Linked DNA regions of Bos taurus: region 2 is linked to region 1. Evidence: chromatin contacts called from public Hi-C data. All regions are on one chromosome and are shown on one strand. The core of a region is the stretch at or near the end of the contact, and the rest is flanking DNA. Distances in the headings are between cores, read along the strand shown.

The links. A called contact is a pair of places that touch in the nucleus more often than the background predicts.
Region 2: a Hi-C map of skeletal muscle shows a contact between it and region 1, with 6 times the contacts expected there. A contact is called at or near these places in 4 of 11 Hi-C or Micro-C datasets (8-cell embryo, liver, skeletal muscle and 1 more).

The regions. Positions count from the first base shown.
Region 1 is chr14:76,687,067-76,690,444 of ARS-UCD2.0, reverse strand. No RefSeq gene overlaps it. Among named protein-coding and RNA genes, the nearest start is that of TRNAS-GGA, 54 kb to the left of the region's middle.
Region 2 is chr14:77,031,573-77,034,950 of ARS-UCD2.0, reverse strand. It overlaps CA3 (carbonic anhydrase 3), which reads left to right. Exons shown (of 7, transcript NM_001034437.1): 4 at 1,023-1,115; 5 at 2,158-2,220; 6 at 3,341-3,378. Among named protein-coding and RNA genes, the nearest start is that of CA3, 5.7 kb to the left of the region's middle.

The DNA.
Region 1 (3,378 bases), core at 490-2,989:
TTCCCACACTTGGTAACTGGAGGCTTTTCTTAAGGATTTCTTTGCTGGGTGTTTCCTTGATTAGCCACTGCTTTTTTTTTTGCTGTCTTACTATCATGACATTTTCCTTATTGAAATAATTTTGAGTTGTCATGGTTTTTATTAACTGTAATCAATTCATAGCCTGTCACCTGGCTGATTACCAGCACGGCAGAGCCCAGTCCTTTGCACTTTGGAGGCCCTAAGTGGCCACTTGGTGAATGGCCACTTACGTCACAGCATGTGGTTCCAAAAGAGACTGTTAGTAGCGACGTCCCAGATGGCTCAGTGGTAAAGAACCCGCCTGCGGATGCGGGTTCAATCCCTAGGTTGGGAAGACCCCCTGGAACTGGAGAGACTCTAAGTAAAAGAAAATCCTGCCATTTCCCTCAGGTCATGGAATCCAGCACATGCTTTTCCATGAAAAAGAGGTCATTTCCAACACAAGCAGATTACGCTGGATGACAGGCTCTTGAAACACTAGTTTTCATTTTAAGGTTAATCTTAGTCCTTTGAAGATTTGAGATACACGGCATTTGGAATCTCTTTTTTTCTGATCTTCCATCTACAACACAGGGATCTGATGCCAAACTACTCCCAACTCTGAAACCATACATTCACTTTTGTTTTTCCTGTATGATTAATTATATCCAAGTTTTAAAGAGACACACAGAACCTTATTATTTTCACTTTTGTTGAAAATGAAGCATCATATTCTGATATAAAGTGACCGATGATACTGTAATCAAATGTTCTTTATATTTCCAATTAAGGATTGGTTATAGGAGTAAAATTCTTTTCGGGTAAATGAGTAACCATTTATGCATTCAGTAGTACATCCTGAAAACGTGTACTGAATCCTTTCTACGCTCTGTACCAAACAGATCACCCAGCATCGCCTGGGCCTGGAGCACATCCTGACCCATTTACAAGCGGGCTGAGGTGAGACTGATGACTAAAGATAGGGGTGGCTCTAGCAGATCTTCAGAGACACTGAGTGCAGAATGAAGATGACGTGGACGTCAGAAGTCTTCAGAGAGAAGAAACACAGATGCCTTTTGATCTCCTATCCCTTTTCTCCCCATCCACCACGTTTCATAGTTCTCTCCTAGTGTGTATTCTTAGAAAGCTGGTTTTTAAGGCACCCCAGATGCCCGCTGAGTGCCTGGATACCCTTGGCAGCTGCCTGATAATCATAAGGACAAATGACCAACATTCAATAAAGTGATGAATGCTTTAAAATTTAAAAGTAACTTAAAGCAATTGCTGCTAAAATTCAGCACAGTGAATGCAATTAACATGAAGCCAAATTTGCTTTCACAGATTATTAAAAAAAAAGATTGATGCATCCTTAGAGAGGAACTTACACTTCAATACCCCAATAGAGGAAGAAAAGGGCTTCCCTGGTGGCTCAGAGGTAAAGAATCCAACTGCAGTCCAGGTGACTCGGGTTCCATCCCTGGGTCGGGAAGATCCTCTGGAGGAGGGAATGGCCACCACTCCAGTATTCTTGCCCGGAGAATCCCATGGACAGAGGAGCAGAGGGCTATTGTCCATAGGGTCGCAAAGAGTCAGACCTGACTGAAGCAACTGAGCTCACAGAGAGAAAGCAAACGCCCTGCTCACAGCGATCATGCCGTTTTTCACTCACACGGCACCGGCGTCCCCTTCCAACTCAGGACTGAGAATAGCAGTCCAAGTGAAGATCTGAGCAAACCAAGCGCTCTGGCCCTGCTACGACTGAATTCCACCAAAGGGGGAGCAGTTGGGTCAACAGGCTTCATCTAAGTGTGAAATAAGCATCGTGATGGCAAGAATGGTGTGTGCACCGTATTTCATCAGGTGTTGGGGACTGGCTCATTTCCAATTATGTTTGTAAGCCCAAAGCCTGGACCTTGTCCGGAGTAAAAAATGACAACTGGGTATTTTTAAAATTTACCCGCTAAGAGCTGATCAAATATATTTACGTGAGGGAAAAACTTAGAGGAACCATCTCCGCATTAAGTGTACGCTAATACCTCTTATCCCATCACCGTCATTTCCCTCATGAGTCTGCAGGCCTTGTGAAAAACTGAAGGAATTATGGCAGGAACAGAGGAGCCGGGTGGGTTACAGGCTACAGTCCATGGGGTCACAAACAGGCGGGCATGACTGAGTGACTAAAACCTCATTCCAACCACCACCACACCTGATGTGGTGAAAAATGAGGTTTTGTTCGCCTTATTCCTTCAGCAAATATAATGTATCCTTAACTATGGAAACAGAACAGAACTCTATGTTAAAAACAGACAGCAGAGGGGATCTGTGTGCACGTGTTGGTGGGTTTAAGCACCCACGCCGTTCTCGTCTTTAATGTCATAGAGCTGTCTGCAAAGGGAAGCGGTGATCCACGTTTTCACTTGGTAGAGGAATATTTTTAAAAAAGTAATAAATAAGTGACTTCTTGTGAGTTTTCAAAATCCTTCTCATGAGCTTTCCAAGAATTTTCAGTCTTACTCATTAAACTACCCTGAATTGTAGATTATCAGAATTTTTGTTGATCACAGATGATTGCTAAAAAGTGGTAACTGGCTATTCATGACCATTTTTATTATAGACTAATTGAAGAAAATTAGGAGGAAATAACTGCAGATTTTACTAGGTTCCAGAACACATAAAATTAGAGGAAGCCGCTGTTTGGTGTCTTGGAATTTGTTCTTCTTTTTCAAAATGCCAACCCTGGCTGCAATTATGGGCATTAGTTTTCTGAGAAAAACTCTCCGAGAGCATTTGACTGTTATTCAAATCTTCTTTATCTCACATGAAATAGATGCTAATGTCTATTCTGAAAGGAAAAAGGATGGAACTAGAGACCCAGGGTCCCACTGTAGAAAGCCATTAGGTAGGGTATTGCTATCTTCAACTTAATCCAAATTCGACATCTAACTGCTGATTTTTTTTTTTTCTTTTTGTTAAGGGCTAATTTCTCCTAAGAGATTTGAGGTGTTTGCATAACCCATGCACCATCTAGTGGTAACATATGGGATAAGTCCACACAGAAAAATAAAACGAAAGCCTTTCAGAGAGAACAATCGACAAAACAGTCCTTCATCATTGAATAATACTTAATGAGATATACCATTTCTTATTATAATTAAACAGTTTGAAATTATTTTAATAAACTTTGAGTTGTGTTTATCTAGAGGATTATCCGCAGTAAAAGGAAAGGGGTGTTTCTGAATTTTACATGTAAATTCATTGGAGACAATTGCTATTGTGTTTTAGATCAGCATGTAATCACTGCTCATTCACACTCTTGCCAGAACAAGAGTGGGTCAGGGATTAAGTGTTCTGAATGAATAAGGATCAGACTAGCTGGGA
Region 2 (3,378 bases), core at 306-2,805, 340 kb before region 1:
TTAAAGGAAGCGCATGATTGTAGCTCAGATCAAGGCATCATATTACACGGAAATAAGACAAGCCTCCCGCATGCTCTCTGTATAAAGCCAAGCCTATAAGGGGCAACGCATGCCCTGGAGGTGGATAATTCCATTTGTACTGCCAGGCTCTTCCAGAGGCAGGCTCTGGTCAACACAGGAGCCAGGAACCTTGGAGCCATTTGCGGACGTGCTCTTGGGCAGAATCGTAAGGCAGCTTAACTCAACTCAACAAAACAGCTCAGCTGAACTGTGAGAGACCCAGAGTACTTCCCCGTGACCATTCTGTTTCTCTGCAGGCCATCTAGACAGCCAGTGACAGGATAAATTAATTGAGAATGCCTTTCAGACGTCTTTCCCCACAAAAGGGGGAAAATTTAGTATATTCCTTCTCAATAGGGCCAAGCCTTGCAGTTTGGTCTTGATATGCGGGATTATCACACAGTTTTGTTCTTGAAGACAGTATTTTTAAACTGCCATGAACTATGGTATTCTCTTGCCATTCTGTGTAATTCAATGTGGAAATTTGACCAATTTAACTAGTGCATATGTAAGCACCTTAACCTTATTAAGATAAGGTTACCAACTGGTTCTAGAGCGTTTGTTACTGAGAGAGGCGTGAAAAACATCCAAGAATTTGTCCCCTTATCTTTCCTCTCCTACTTCCCAGTTAATTGTGACTTCAGTGTGTTAGCAGATTCCTGTTTAGAGCTCTGTATTTCACTGTTTTGGTCAGAAAAAGGACTAATATACAAAGCTAACATAGTATTATGAATTGATTTAGTGACAGTTTGGTTTTCGCCAATTCTACCTGTCATAACTTTTTATTTGAGCCATCAAAAGTCTTGCCAAAATATCTCATGTTAACATTTAGAATTCTGTCAACTTCTATGAGAGTGTTCAGCAATCTTAGACTGTAAAGTTGTTGGGTTTATTGTGAATAATTTCACACTTATTTCCTTATTTTAGGCATGTACCTCCTAACGTCTGTTCTATGGTTTCAGCTCCATTTGGTTCACTGGAATTCAAAGTATAACAGTTATGCAACTGCTCTGAAGCATGCCGATGGTATAGCTGTGGTTGGGGTTTTTCTGAAGGTAAGGTAAAAATTGAGTGCATGTTGTTTTCAAAGTTTAGTTCCTTATCAATGCTTAGGTTTCACGTCATTTTATTTATATGGGAGAGAGGAATGAAGTTCAAGATTCATTCAGCTAATCAAGATATTTCTGGTAAGATCAGCTCAAAAGGTTTTGTTCTCCCTTAAAAGAGCACCTTTAGCTATACTTCGGTCGCCCTAGCCTTCTAAATTTTCTCAAGGTGCGGGGTGTGTTTGTGTGTGTGTTGGGGCAGTGGGGACGGAGCCTTTGAAGGAGCTTATTTCAGCGGCAGTGAAGGCAAGGGCCGCCTTATTCATTACCTTTTCTGGCTCCTCCACGTCAATTGCAGTGGAAACCAGAAAAGCCAGTGTTGGAAATCACTGTGATGCCAAGTCCCTGGCTGAACATCCTCTCAGCTTAGGGTGGCCACCACTCACATGATCCCAGGCTAAGATAGCACATGGAATGTGTGTGTTGTTGAGCCAGCCTTGGTTTAGAGAGGACTTAGTGTCATTAACACATGAGTTTAGTGGTAACATGATCTAGATTTTAAGCCAGAGGTGAAAATCTGGCTTCTTTCTTTTTGAATGACCTAATTTGTTTTATGTTCTGAATTCACTGGGTCCTTTTCAGCGCTTGAGCACAACACTACAGGAAGTGGAGTGGGTCTGAGCAGAAAGACAATAGGTTTAGTTTTAGGTACATTGAGTCCTCTTAGCTGCAATTATATTAAAAAGAAAAGCAGAATGACTTCACAGAGAAGGTCAAGGACATAGATGTAAATCAACATGTAATTTTGTGGTTTTGTATTTCAGAGACCCAGAGTCCAAGTTTAGTTCAGAAAATACCTACCCTAAAATTTCGGGGGAGGGATGAACTTATGTTTTTGCTTCATGCAATATATTCTGGCAGATTTATAAACACTGGTTGTAGATGGATGGATTAAAATCAGCTTTTAAGACAATCCTAAATTATGGAGAAGAGAAAATTATAATCGTTAGTTTTCTTTCTCTTTCTCTCTCCCTTTTTTATTTTTTTACAGATAGGACGTGAGAAAGGCGAGTTCCAGCTTCTCCTTGATGCACTGGACAAAATTAAGACGAAGGTAAAAAATATCATTTTCCCTCGTAGAACATAAAGTCAGGTTATATCGATTTTTTTCTTTTTACATTTTTCAAGTGTGCTTCTTTCACCTAAAATCTGTTAGTAAATTGTTCAATGAATATGCTGCTGCTGCTAAGTCACGTCAGTCGTGTCCGACTCTGTGCGACCCCATAGACGGCAGCCCACCAGGATGCCCCGTCCCTGGGATTCTCCAGGCAAGAACACTGGAGTGGGTTGCCATTTCCTTCTCCAATGCATGAAAGTGAAAAGTGAAAGTGAAGTTGCTCAGTCATGTCTGACCCTCAGGGATCCCATGGACTGCAGCCTTCCAGGCTCCTCCATCCATGGGATTTTCCAGGCAAGAGTACTGGAGTGGGGTGCCATTGCCTTCTCAGAATGAATATGCTAGGCAGACCTATAAAAGCAAATGCTGTTGTGTTTGTATATTTTTGTGGTTTGTTGGTTTTAGAGCAGTTTCACATACATAAGCTTATTTAACCCTCATAGTCAACCTGTCAGATAATTACATTTTTAATGAAATGTTTGAGAGAGAAGTTGAGTGGTGTTTCCCTGCCCAACACACACACACACACACACACACTCTTACACACTTGCAGAGGCACTAAATATTTGGGTCCTAGTGTTCCCCTTTCTCTCCTGGATTGCACCTGTATATTTTAAATCTTAACAGTTAATTCTTCTACTTAACAGACTCACTTTAATTCTTTGAGACTGTTTTAGTCATCACTTTAGTTTTACCACTAGGTAAAGTATTCTGAGGATGACATGTGATAAAAATGCAAGCCTGTTTTGTATCATCAGGAACCACAGCATTAATTTATATGAAATATTTCTGTCAGTTTAGAATGAGTTTGTCTTTTTTCTTAAGAAATGGTAGGTTTATAGTTCTACAGATAGCGAATAAGGGATAAAATATTACAATGATTGTGCCAAAGTCATGTCATGCAAACCTGCCCAGCTCCCTCCCCCCGCACCCCTTTTATTTCTAAAAGACACGGATTTGATCCCAAGCTTGTTTTCTCCGTTGCCTTTGAAATCCACCCCCCTCAAGCTGAGATGCGGGGCGCCATGCGCGCCTGCTCACCTCCGCTCTCTCGCAGGGCAAGGAGGCGCCCTTCAACAACTTCAACCCGTCCTG